2 separate regions of the Anser cygnoides genome follow, and region 2 is linked to region 1. The links are chromatin contacts, called in public Hi-C maps. All regions are on one chromosome and are shown on one strand. Each heading gives the region's core, a stretch centred on a gene start, on an enhancer-like site or on the middle of the called end of the contact. The rest is flanking DNA. Distances are from core to core; before and after follow the strand shown.

Region 1 (6,922 bases), core at 2,345-4,844:
TTATAAACTGAGTTTGAGGACTGCAATTGTCTTTTAGTATTTAAACAGCTTTTCGAGTTCTAAATGTCAATTATCTCCCTGTTATTATCCAATGTTTAAATGGTATCCAAAAGGAATTGATTATTCATATTTATATATCATCTTTGTTCTGGGATTACAAGCATAAGCTTATTAAGTGATCACAGACAGAAATCTTTCTCCTTAATGAGTGTAAAGCTGGTGAAGCATCTTCACTTCATACACTCAAAGTTTGACTTCCCACACTGTGTACTCTACACAGTGATCAGTGCTTGATCCACAGGCTTAACTGGTCCAGCACTATCATACCCTAACACTGTGCATCTCTCTGAACGACTACAGAGGAGGTGAGACAGGAAAGCATAACTCCCTCCCCACCAGAGGAATGAGCACTGCGCTTATTCTCTCAGTGCACAGAAGTTGAGATTTTCTCCTAAATTTATCAGAGCTCCACCTCTTTCCATCTGCACTCCCCACACAGCATTTGTTGTCTCCACCACATCTCCACAGCTCTCCATACAGCCCCGTTCCCTCTCCTTCGCCCTTACCACCACGTTCACACACTGCGGTTCCCTTCCTCAAAACACCACCACTGCTTCTGCCCCGCAGCAGGACAGACACTGTGCTGTGGAGCACGCTGCTGTAAGCAACATTACCTTGTTCAGGTAAAACACTAAGTCCACTCCTACTGCAAAACACCCTGCTACTGCAAAGTGTTTCTGAAGTCTGTGTTAGCTTATTAACAAAAACCCAAAGTTTCTGGTGATGACTTCCTTTTCAAACGAATACCTGCTTTCTAAATAGATATTCAATAAAATATCGTGCTTAGATGTATTTTGATTTCATACTCTGCAGCATATATGATATGGAAAACATCTGCCTCTGTCTGGAAACAGCCTTTATAATTTACTAGTAAAATGTGTGTCTCCTACACTGAGAACTAGCTCCGGTAAGACGATGCTTGCTACACCTCTCATGAATTAAAATGATGTGTAAAACAAGCAACCACCTCACATCAAGAACTTAACTTGGGATTTGTATACAGTAAAGAAAGATTTCCCTTGCGATTACAATTGGAGCACAAAGTGTTCCTTCAAGCCCTGACATAAATCTGTTCCTGCCAAGCTGGTATCTCGTTGCGTCAGCCTTTTGCCTTCACCACTATTGTGGTGCCTGCTCTCTGCCTGCTTTCCTCCTTTTTTCTCTGCCCTCTTCCTGCAATTACTAACCCAACTCCGCTGAGCCAAAGATTCATCCTTCCATCAGATCAATAGGTGATGAAAAAATCAGCAACATCCTTTTAGTTAAAAGGAACCTGACCCTTTAACAAAACCGTTGTTCAGGGACTCCTGTGTGGACTTGTTACCGCGCTGCTGTTATCCTTGCCTTGCCTTTCCCCAACAACTTTATCCCCTCTTTTTGTTACTAATATTTTAATTTATTTGCAAAGCTTTGGATTTGTTTTGACACCTATCTTAAGATGGAAATTGCTTCACCTGGCTTGAGTGCAGGTGCTACCATGTTTGATAAACTATTTTTTTAATTATTTTAGTTTATATAGCCTTTACTTTATTATCTTGCTTAGTGACAAGTATTCCCAGCCTCTATTTTGTTCGTGAAAGTCTAGTATTTCAAATAAGATACAAAATATTACATTTATTCAGCCCAATGCTCCCTTTAGTAGTGCAAAGTAAATACTCACTTTGATTAAAAAAAAAAAAAAAAACAACACACAACAATTTCTGAAGCAAAAGGCAACTTTTTTAAAGAAGTAAGGCCTATCTTTAATGTATATACAAGAACAGAAACACATGTACAGTCAAGGGAAATAAAGCCCTGTAAGTGATACAGGCTAAAGGGACTGATCCAGATCATGGAACACAGAGATATCAACCCAGAAATAAGTGAATTTCCAGCAAAGATTTATTTTACCCTTCTCTGCTGGGATCAGGCGCGGGAGGTAACCCGCAGTGCCACACACCCGTTCGGCCAGCAAGGACGGGCAGAGCCGAGCTCCCTGCGCCCAGCCAGGGCACCCAGTGCTCCGCAGACACCCGGGCACTCACTGGGTGCTGTGCTGCCGTCCTGCAGGGCGCTACAGGCAGCAGCACCCCTGCAAAGGTGGCCGCAGGGCCCCGGGTTTATGCGACTGCACGGTGCTGCTCTGTGCAGCGTGAGCATACCGGCACCGGGAGACAGCGAGACGGCTCGCAGGAACGGAAACAAAGCTGGACCATACGGCGAGAATTTGGCTCCAGAATATCCAACCGTGAGGTATCTGGGACTTCTGTGTACGTTAGAGCAAGTTTCAGCAGTTGTCTTCGTGAATTTAATAAAAGTACCACTACCACTTACTGGCAATTTTCAAAACGACTCCTCGGAGAAGCCATGCAAACCACCTCGTTTGTAAATCCCTTATAATTATTAAAACACGCTAACGTCCTGAATTAACACAGCGAGCAGCAACTCCAGTGCTGCCAGACTGAGATGCGGTGGAGATGAAGGACACTGCATTCCTACTTAAACATTTCAAGCTGCCCGAGAAACTTTTCAGCAATACTCATTTTTATTGCTCGGAACCACAAGACATCTCACTTGCAGCCCTCTGTAATCTCGGCATTGCAAACAGCAGCTCTCAAATACATAAGGAATAAAACTTACCAGACCTCTTTACACTGATCCCTTCCCAACTGCACTTCCAGCACTGGCGCGAGCAGCCCAGCCTGTGCCACCACCGGGAGCCCTCTGCATTTAAGCACCTATCTATCCGGGGAGCGATTTCAGTTTTTCCTACCCAAACGCTCGCTTAAAGGTTCACAGGATTTATAGCACGGGATGCGATTCGGGGGGCAGTTTTTTGAGCTGCTTCACCTTTGCTCCTGCTGTACCCGACAACATCGGCTACTCTCCCCCAACACCTTCTGCGCCGCGTGTTTACGCCTGTTTTTATCAACACCCCCCCCCCCCCGGGTTTTCTCCCCGAGGACCACACACACCGAGATGCATAACCGAGCGGAAAAAGTTGGGCTTTGGTCGCTGCCGGTCTTTTTTGGGGGGAGGAAAAAAGGCGCTGCCCGCCGCTCCGTCCCCGCGGCGGGGGAGCCCCCCGGGGCAGCCCCCTGCCCGCTCGCCGCCCGGCCGCTACTCACCGGCCGCTCACAAACTTCCCCCGACTCGCCCCTCCGCCGCCGCCGCCGCCGCCCGCCCCGCCTCGGGCGCCATCGGCCCCACCGGGGCACGGCGGCGCCGGCGGGCACGGCGCTGCCTCGGCCGGGCCGGTGCCGACTCGCGGGGAGGGAGCGGAGCCGCTCGCAGCCGCGCCGAGCGCCGCCGCCCTCGTCCTTCCCCCCCCCCCCCCCTCCCCGGAGGGCGGGCGGGCAAAGCGGAGCCGCCCCTCACCGCCGCCGGGCCGGGACTCACTTTGCTGCCCCCCCTGCGCCTGCCCTCAGCGGCTTCTTCCTCTTCCTCCTCCTCCTCCTCCTCCTCCTCGTCTTCCCCCTGCCATGGCCGCGGCAGCCCGCCGGCCGTCAGCCGCGGGGGGGACGAGGCGAGGGAGCGGGGCCGGCGGCGGGCGAGGGGGGCATGGCCACGGGGAGGGGCCGGCGGCGGGGCCCCGGCAGCGGCGATGGCCGCCGGGGCGGTGAGGGGAGGCGAGGCGAGGCGAGGAGCGGGGCCGTGCGGCTCCGTCTAGGGGAGGAGGCGGCACACTGCAGCGCGTCCTGACGGAGGGCACGGCGGGAGGGTGGAAGGGGAGCCCGGACCGCTGGCACCACCGCCACCACCACTGCTGCCGCCGGTGCCACCACAGCCACCGCAGCCACCTCAGGGTGCCCCGCGACCTGAACCCGGCCGCCTCCCGGGTTTGGGCTGGGGAAGGCGGCAAACCCCTCAGGCACCCCTCAGTGCTCCCTGAGGGGTGCCTCAGTGCCTTCCTCCACCCATCGTGACACAGGACGGGAGCTGTAGGGACATCGTAGCTCGCCCTTGTTCCCTGCTGTGGTGCGATGGCCACGAACGCTTGCGTCTCCACATGGAAGTTGTTGGGTTACAGGGGCCAGGTGTGGTGCTGTTCGTGGCAGCCCACGCTGCCCAAATCAGCACTGCCCTTGTTCTTGCACTGGTGCTCATGTGTCTGATACTGCTTGGCTTTGGGGAGCTGGTGTGTCTCAAAATCTGACCTGCAAATAAGAAGTGTGCCCAGGTGGCCAAAAAGGCCAACAGCATCCTGGCTTGGATCAGGAATAGTGCAGCCAGCAGGACCAGGGAGGTGATCGTCCCCCTGTACTCTGCTCTGGTGAGGCCGCACCTCGAGTGCTGTGTTCAATTTTGGGTCCCTCAGTACAAGAAGGACATCAAGGCCCTGGAGGGTGTCCAGAGAAGGGCTACGAAGCTGGTGAAAGGCCTGGAACACAAGTCCTGTGAGGAGCAGCTGAGGGAACTGGGGTTGTTTAGTCTGGAGAAGAGGAGGCTCAGGGGAGACCTTGTTGCTCTCTACAACTGCCTGAAAGGAAGCTGTGGGGAGCTGGGGGTCGGCCTCTTCTCGCAGATAACTAGTGATAGGACTAGAGGGAATGGCCTCAAGTTGCACCAGAGGAGGTTCAGGTTGGAAATTAGGAGACATTTCTTCTCAGAAAGAGCAGTCAGGCATTGGAACGGGTTGCACAGGGAAGTGGTGGGGTCTCTGAGGGTGCTTAAGGAAAGGTTGGACATGGTACCTAGGGACATGGTTTAGTGGGTGACCTTGGTGGTAGGGGGATGGTTGGACCAGGTGATCTTGGAGGTCTTTTCCAACCTTTATGATTCTATGATAAGTGATCAGTCCTCAGGCAAGCTCTCCCTTCAGGCTGTCTCTCTGTTCACTCATGTAAGTACCAGACCAAATGAGAGGGCAAAAATACACAACTGGGGCAGAATGGGCAGTGAGGTGTGACCTCATTGATTTTGGGTTGGCTTAAGGGAATTGAAATCTAACATGTCAATAACTAACTGCCAGAAGTCTCACAGAGGCTTTAAACTAAGTGCTTTCAGGGCATGAAGACACATCTTCCTTATTCCTACATCAGAACCATCTCCTGCCTTTCCCTCAGTTCAAAACTCGTGGAAACAGAACTCTGTATTTTCTCAGGAGTCTCAAGTGATAGAATAGCTTGTCCATTAACACACATGCAATGGACACAGTTTCAGTTTTTACCACTGGTTAGGGGATTCACATCAGCATCTCCCAGGAGATGCCTGTGCTGCCAAGCCCGTGGTCGTTCCAGAGGTCTTTCGTTCTTATTTCCTGCTGCTGAAGCTATGGGAGAGCATAATTAGTAACTCATGGGGTTAGAAACTGCAATCACAAACCTGATCCTGACCCTGTAGTTTTGTGGTTTGGAGCACTCCGTTAGAAAAGGCAGAGTTGTATTCCAGCTCTAGAGATGTTTATGGTGTTTAGCACAACATTCCTGTACCATAATGAGAACATATCTCAGATTATTGCAAACTGTGTCAGCCCAGTAGCAGTGATAGTTGGATATCTAAAACAGCAGACAGAGGAACCAGGGAAAATACTTTACTGCTCTCTCCTTGTATGTACAAATAAGCATAGATATAAGCATAGATAATTATAAATCAGTAGACTTGTATATTACTGATTTATGCCTTCCTGCAGTTACTTTGTACTAGGTAATGTTTTTTAATGCTTCATATGGCAAGTGGTTTAGTTTCACAGGGATTTACGTCAAGCACAGTTCACTGCCAGCCAGACCAGATATAGGCAAAAGCAGCCTAAGTAATTTTCAGTCGGCAGGCTTATTGGGATGTGGGTAGGGCTGGGAGGTCAGGAGACACATAAGAGTGTAGGTAAGTGCTGTTTTGGGGTCCTGGCTTGTGATAGCAAAGGGGCTCTGCAGGGTTGGAGGTCATCAGTACACAGGTAGGAGATGTTTGAACGTTTGTGAAATAAATTAGCTAAAGATGGAAGACAAGAGAATTTGACTTTTTTTTTTTTTAATAATTAAGACTTTGCCCATAAATTAAGCTTCAAGTCTCCACCCTGTCTACAGCTAGTCCTGAAGCTGCAAAACACAATGGTGTGCGTGTTACACGTCTGTAGGATAAACATCTTGAATTTTCTTTATTGCTTCAGTAAAACAAAGTAGTATAATACATGGTCAGTGATCTTATTGAAAAAAGTCCGATTTTATTTTAATTATTTTTAATAACTGTTATACTCAGTTTCAGTGAAGGATTTAGGGGGTTCTGTGATTCACTTATTCTGTTCTGCTAGCTTGTGGTTGTATTTTAATCATTACCAGAAATTAGTTTCAGAATGTGTACCTTACAGAGCACAAATCTTAAGTTTAGCCCTGCAACAATGTAGGAATAGATAATGTTCTTTACATATCCATTAGGAAACATATGCCTCTTTAACTACATATAATTTCACATATGCCCATGTATGTCACTGTTCCCCCCCCCCCCCCCCTTCATTTGTGTTGTATTATCACTCATCCAGATCCTCTCCAAACCCCTTAGCAAGCCTGGAAAATTAAGTCTGACTAGCATACACTTGATAAAAGATACCTGAACGTTGACCATTTATTCTGACATTTTGTTTTTCTGCAAAATATCCAACAGTACCAACGTCAGCTAACGTAAGTATTCTCTTCTCTATACACTCAGTGTCCACTTCAATCCTTTCCAAAGAGTAGTGTTGAATGTCATCTCCATTCTGAACATGATGGTATGGAACCAGGCACAGCAGAAAAAAAAATGATGACTGAATCTGGTTGTGCTTTCTATTTATGTTACTGTATAATGCAACGTTTATCAACAGGATGTCAAATGGGATTCTAACAACTCAGCTCATAGTTCTTCATCTGGAAGAGGTTCCTTCACTTTAAAGTGACTACAGCTAGTG
Region 2 (6,922 bases), core at 1,847-4,346, 58 kb before region 1:
ATGTCTGAATCTGCACCTAGAACCAACCTCCTAGAAATCTGTGCTAAAAAATTGCTTCTTCTGCATGAAAAACATCTGACTAAGGTAATTATTCTCAATTTACATAAAGAAATTAAATGATATTCCCAGTGCTGTAAAACAATTTTGTGCCAGTGTACAAAAAACAAGTAGCTTTTCAATGTCAGCTATCAGCTTTTCAGCTATCAGTAAAGTTTAAATCCCAACAGGGCTCAGTAGTCTAGACCCAATCCAGCAAAGCAGTTATAGACATCTGATTTTAAGCAGGTACATTTATATATTTAACACAAGAACATGACTAAGTAATTTCCCTGACACAACCAGTGCTCTTAGTACCTTGCAGAAATGATGAAGACTGCGAACACAGGAATGATGCTGGCAAGCAACCTGTGAGGCATTATTGGGAGTTTGGGTTGGAATTTACAGGATTATTTACATGCTTAATATTAAAGCACCTTCTTGTATGTGCTACTGACTGTCACCATACAGCAGGCCAATTATACTGCTCCAGTTAGTATTTTCTTTGCAAGCCCTCTTCTGCATGCTAGTATTTGCATTGAACAATAAGCGTAGTAGCTAACATCTGGGCAATTATAGCCAGTTACTACAGCCAGTTTCAGCACACTTGTTAGAAAGAAATATGCATCTCATCTCTTGCACTTTTCATCATGGACAGAGATGGGTGCTGCAAGAAAAGCTGATACAAACAATGTAGCTCCTGCTGACCTCAGGTGAAATGGGGTTTGGTTATAGCCAAGCAAGCATCCTCAATTTGTGTTAATCATCTTGAACTCAAACGTGCCTTTCAGATGTCAAAGAGTAATTTCAGGACATCTGGGAGCAACGAGTTCAATTTTAATTGTATTTATACAAAAATGTTTCTCATCCAAGGAAAACATTTTCAAAAAGCTGTAAAATTTAAGTTAAAGACTCTGGTATTTATCCTAGACTAATGGAACTACTTAACAGTTCATTACTATGGGACAAATGAATTACATGGTTCAGTCGCATGCTAAATTATTCATGTAATGCTAATCAGATTAAAGACTACATAACAAAGCCTGTAAGGCATTAAGGAGGTCTTTGATTTAAATACTGGATTAAATGAAAGCTGGTAAAAGACAGACAAAGGACATGAACAGGATTTCTGGGTGACCACTCATGACTCAAAAGTACTCACATATTCACATTGGCCATCTGCTGAAAGGAGCAGGAGAACTTTCACACCTCACACACTGCCACAAACTTTCTCTAAAAATCGCTTGATCAACATATAAAGATTAATAAACTTGACTGAAGGCATAGCTATAAACAGTGCATTTAAACTGGTGCAACTTTGTGTGTCCTGAAGTTCGTATCAGTTTAAAGTATGGTTTATACTGATTTAATTTACATTTACTTTAAGTCTGGTTTAAACTGATGTTGAGTTAGAAAATCAATTTGCATCTTTTAAACAAAACTATTCTTCAGAACAATATGAAGTAAAATTCTCTGTTTAAGAAGTTCTCTGGTAATGAGAACCACCATGACTGCAGCTGCTTTCCATGTCTCATGTCTAAGATCATACCAATACTGTTGCGTGACCCTATTCTCCACAGATTTGGTGCTTCAGGGGCATACAAATCTGAACACACACGCTGTATGTATTCACCAAAAAGCAGCTTACTGCATTGAACACACACACACACATAAAACGCTTTGCATAGCCATATAGAAAATCCTGAGCTAGATCCTTAATTGTCTAAGTCAACGCATAGTTATGTGAGACTAAATGATATCAGCATGGGGAAAAGATTACTTTGTATTTTTACATGCAGCATTGTCAAACAGATTTTAATTAGGTAAGTAGTAACTGGTGAATAAAAGCTGATTGCTCTCCAAACCTTTTATAAAGTTTTAAAAAGCCAATTAAATTCTCCCTCCAATTCCCGTGGTAAGATCTGGAAATTATAAAATCTGACTATTTTTAAAGTATGCTTTGATGAAGCTTCTCACGTACTAAAATAGAGTATGTCTACTACAAGTGGTTTACAAACACATCCGTTTTTATTTACAACTAAACATACATCCAAACAGGATGTCTAGAACTTTTATAACGAATCAAACACTTCTGATACACATTTTTATGATACAGCTATCAAAGACACCTTTTAAACCAAGAGCTTAGGGTGTATGATGTTAAATCACTTTATATTTAACTGGAGATTTTTCCAAGATTAGTGCATCCAGTATTTCCAAACAGAGAGTGAAATCAGCTCATTTCATTACCTGAATTTATTCAAGTCAGCGTACTGTATTACTGGGTCCCCTAATTTATCTTCTAAGGACTTCAACTTTTCTTCCAGATCACATTTTCAATTCTATCACTGGCATTATTTGAAGCATTCCAATTAGGACAGGACATGAAATAATTCCATATAAGGAACAGAAGAGTTCGTTGTGTGTTGTTTTGTGTGTCTGTGTGTGTTTGTGTGTGCACTTGTATACACTAAATATACACATATACACACAGACTTATTTGACTTTTGCTCAGCTGAAATTTGAAAATGTTTTTTCAGCTGATTACTTGCCATCCCATGAAGAGGAGAAGCTCCACTGCAGGAAGAAGATGAGTAGAAGACAAAAAGATTGTATGAGAAAGAAGTATGGGAGGCCTTGAAGAAATTTTTTTTTCCCCTTCCATTGGAGAAGTTAGAGTATATGTGACTATGGACCAGCACAGGTTGGAGAGTGAGTCTGGGATGAGAATATTATTAAGAAAGTGGAGACAAGTGGATTGCAGAGGCAGGGAGCATGTCAGCATGACATTTAAGGGCAATAAACTGAACAGCCATGCCTGATAATTTCTATTTAGTGACCCACTTAACAGTCACTAGTTTAGTGAATGGAATTCATTCAGTTAATCTTCTAAGTGGCAACCTGCAGCTAGCACAGTGCTACACAGAAGGCGAATACGACAGAAGTGGATGATGGCAGGTTGCAACTAAAAATTCACATTTGAAACTGAAAGAGCTCAGTCAGAGCCAATGCCCAACATTTCCTCTAAGAAAACCCAACTAATAAAGAATTTAAGTTGTGTCTTCAAAATAAGCAGCAGAAATAGGGATACCAATTTTAGAGCTAATTTACTGTATCTTTTTGTAAAGAGATCTTTCAATACTTTCAGACAGTGTTCTCCATACACAGTCTACAGTGGGGGTCAGGGTCATCATGCATCTATAGACAGGGAAACGGAGACACTGGAAAGAGAAGTGGCTTGCCTGCATTTATACCACAGTCCCGCAGCAGAGTAAGGCATGGACTGCAACTGTGTGCAGTGATTTACCTGCCACAGTGCATTAAAGAGTGCTGTAGATGTAAACCTCCCCCTCCATGTTTACCACTTCTCAAATGTCAGAGATTAATAGTCCCAGCTCTGCACTGTAACCTTTGTTTTTAGGCATCACAGATAAAAGAGATGAACTCCGCACTCATCAGCTAAAAAGGGATACTCTGCAAGGCAAGCTGGCTGGCACGTGACAGCATGTCTGTTTCCACCGAAATGATGACTCCCTCCTCTGCAGGAAGACCAACACGGTACAAACTGTCATTAAGAAAGTGAAACTTTGGAGCAGATTCAACTTTTATTTTTTAAGGAAAACAGAGAAGAGTATCCACACTTCTGCATTCCTGTTATTGTTATTTTACACAGGACCAGAAAGAAATAGATGTTCACAGACAGGCTTTGGAAGATACCTGCCTTGAGGGGCTGCTGAGAGCCAGATCCTTCATCCGCTACTACCAGAACTACTGCTCATGCTCATACCTATTTCATGAGGGCTATCCACAAAAATAAATCCCACACCAAGCTAGATCTCTGGACTCACATTACACATGCAGTACAATAAAAATGAGCAGACTAAGGGTGAGGACATTGCACTGCAGCCACAGAGAGTTTTGTGCAACCCTACTGGGGGCCCTCCTGGTCTAAGATGGCAATTATCTGAAGGCTGAATAGCAGCCATGCCTCTGTACCCAGTGCCATGCTGAAACAGGCAGTGAGGGTGCGTTCACATGAGATGGTCAACAGAAGTCCAAGCAACTGGGTCTCCCTTTTAATCAGCGTACCAAGAACTACCCTACTCAACAGCTGGCCCTGCAGACTAAGCTGCAGCTTTTAGTCTCACCAGCATGATCGTGTGTGGAAACCTCCTGCATGGAAGGGAAAGAGCTTGACAGTCCCTTCTGTGGTTCTTAATATCACAGAGAACTTAATTTTGAGCAATAAAAGGCTTCCATTTTAGGACCTTACCATGTAAGTTCATAGATCCTTTCTGTTTAGAAATCATTAAAGATAGCATCTGCTCCCAAAATACGTATGACACTTAGCAATCACACTTGAATCACATGTAAGCAACAGCAATCACAATGAGTCTGACTGACTGCTCATAGGTCCTACTACACTCTGCAGTGTGGCCTTAGATAAGTCACACTTCCATAGATGATCATTTTGCCAACGTTACTAATACTGAAGAATACTGCAGTAGACGGAGCTTCGAGTATTGAATTGCCACGATGTACAAATCAGTACTGATTTTTCGTTTGCTTACTGCATACAAGTTTCTCTTCAGCAACCAGAACTGCTAACAGGTGACTAGACTTGTATCCTATAAAGAATAATGACTCAGTATAGTTCATTCAAAGAAGATATTTTCCTGCTGCTGCTTTCACAGATTGTATAAGCGATAGCCTGCAAAGATTTTGGAGAGCTTATCAGCCGTATTCTCAGCCAGCTCTGAACATAAGTTGGTACTGGATGCTTTAACCACATGTTGAAGTCCCAAGCCCCTCAAATTCTGTAGTCCTTTCAGAGCTTAGAAAGTGAATCCAGATGTCAGCTGTTCTATGGGTTGCAGAGAACAATTAATTGCAGGATTACTCGGTGGTCTATAAATTAGTTTCTTGGCTAAGAAGGGCCTGCTTTTGGCTGGCTCGGAACTGAGTTTGTTTTTCCCTCGGCAAGCAGGCTTTCCTCCAATCTCAGACAAATCTCACAGAAAAGCACACACTGTGGGTCAGCCAGGTTTCTCCTGAATAGTTCAGCTGGTAGGGAGGTATCCAACAGCTGTACCCTTACAGAATAGGAATGTCCTCAGAATGTAGAAGTGCTGTGAAGTGCTTATAATTGTGCTTTAATTTCACTGTGTCTTTTTTCTCCATATTAGAGAAAAGGATTTTGTTAGATTTCAAGTCTCAGATAATTAAAATATGCACAGGGCTCACATTCAGTGATACAGATACTTATTCTAGATCTTGCTATCGATAGTGCTAGGTATACTTGTAAGCATATTTGATAAAGGATCTAAAGAACAGATTTGAGACTGAAATGTTGAAGTATCATACCACTGAAGTGGTAGGAAACTTGTATCATGTGGTGTGTGATTTTTTAAGCAACCAGCTTATTTGAAACAACTTCAAAGCTTTTTTTTTTTTCCAAGAAGAATTCGTCCTGATGGGAGTAGTACATTTAATTTACTGGTGTGACTGAAAGTCATCTGATATGGTAACAAGCAGATGTTACTAGGAGCTGTAGCACAAATTAATGGAGATTGTGGTACAGCTTTACAGAGAAACATCTGAAAATGAGGACTAGCTTTTCTTTCTTTACGGAAAATTGGATTCTTTAAGTAGGTTTTTATTTACGGCATGTAGTTAATAAAGCAGGTCTTGCCCAAGTAGATGCTATTCAGCCTTTGCCACCTGTGCCTGGAAGAGATGAGAAATGTTTTTTAAAGCCATGAAGGCTGCATCAACCCCCCATTTTTTTCTGCCAGCCACAGTCCAAAGGAGAGACGACGTCCTCCTGCTGCCATAACTGCAAGGAGATACCGGGAGCTGCTGCTTTTCCAGAGGCAGCCCCTTGCTCTCCTCCTTTCCTTTCTCCTATTTCTTGACCTTTTCTGGTGATGGAAAAAGGAGGACAACTGCCTTCATTAAGGAAAAACATGGAAGGAGGAGAGTTGCTTAAAAGTGTGGTGAAAGGGAACAGCTGCCTCCCGTGGGAGCAGGGCACAGAGGGTGGATGGGGCAGAACAGCCTGCTGCTGCTCAGCTAACAGGGACAGCTGCAGCTAAGGGGCAGTATTGAGACTAGACTTTCAACATCCATGCTTACACGTACTTCAGCAAAGATTGGACCATACTGATGTATTTTTACTAGTCACACATCATAAATCCTAGAGAGGTATCTAAAGGGTAAGACTCGATTTGCTGGTGTGTATTTTTAAAGCACACGAAGTAGTGTCTGGGAGGATAGGTTTCCACAGATTTACCTGATTCTTCTCACTGGTTCAGCGTAGCACACTTAGCCTGGAAAATCTGCTTTTCACAAATAATTCTTAAATGGCGTATTTATGAGATATTGTACCCAGAATTCAATCTGAGCAGCGAGGAGCAAGAATAAACGTGGCTACCAAGGAGTGCAGAGTATTCTCTTTATAAAAACAAGACAACAACATTAAGTAAATATTTTGTGCAGTATATTTTTATGCTTACATTCTTAGTTTCCTTTCTATTTTAGGCATATTAGTCAATGAAATATGACTGCCTGTAGCCATTTGCCAGAACATAATACTTGAATTTGCCAGACTTATTCAAACTGAATCTTAACTTTGATTTCAGATCTGCAGTACCACATGATTCAACAGCAGCAGAACTTAATTCAATTTATTTAGCATCAAATTAAATTGTCCTACTGATGACTGTATCACTAACTGGTAAAAAGCAAACACTTCAGGTTGTATGATGAACTGATAAAGTGAAGGTATGAAGAATAACCATAAAGCTAAAAAATAAGATTGTTTTCCTTTTCTATAATGAAGCATATATGTATTTTTTGTCTACTAATAACAATTCTGATCTAGGGA

Evidence for each region. Hi-C and Micro-C count contacts between places; a contact is called where the count stands out from the background.
Region 2: a Hi-C map of liver shows a contact between it and region 1, with 2.0 times the contacts expected there. The contact joins the enhancer-like site here to the promoter of GHR in region 1. A contact is called at or near these places in 2 of 7 Hi-C or Micro-C datasets (both in liver).

Annotation. Positions count from the first base shown.
Region 1 is chrZ:68,976,490-68,983,411 of Taihu_goose_T2T_genome, reverse strand. GHR (growth hormone receptor) reads right to left here and starts at 3,594. Exons shown (of 10, transcript XM_066988782.1): 1 at 3,439-3,594.
Region 2 is chrZ:69,034,070-69,040,991 of Taihu_goose_T2T_genome, reverse strand. The region is part of intron 2 of GHR (growth hormone receptor); the gene reads right to left. Among named protein-coding and RNA genes, the nearest start is that of GHR, 58 kb to the right of the region's middle. Within about 2 kb of position 3,096, at least 2 of the 3 cell types and tissues checked have open chromatin away from gene starts, as enhancers often do. A contact at or near this core is called in liver, where this site is marked.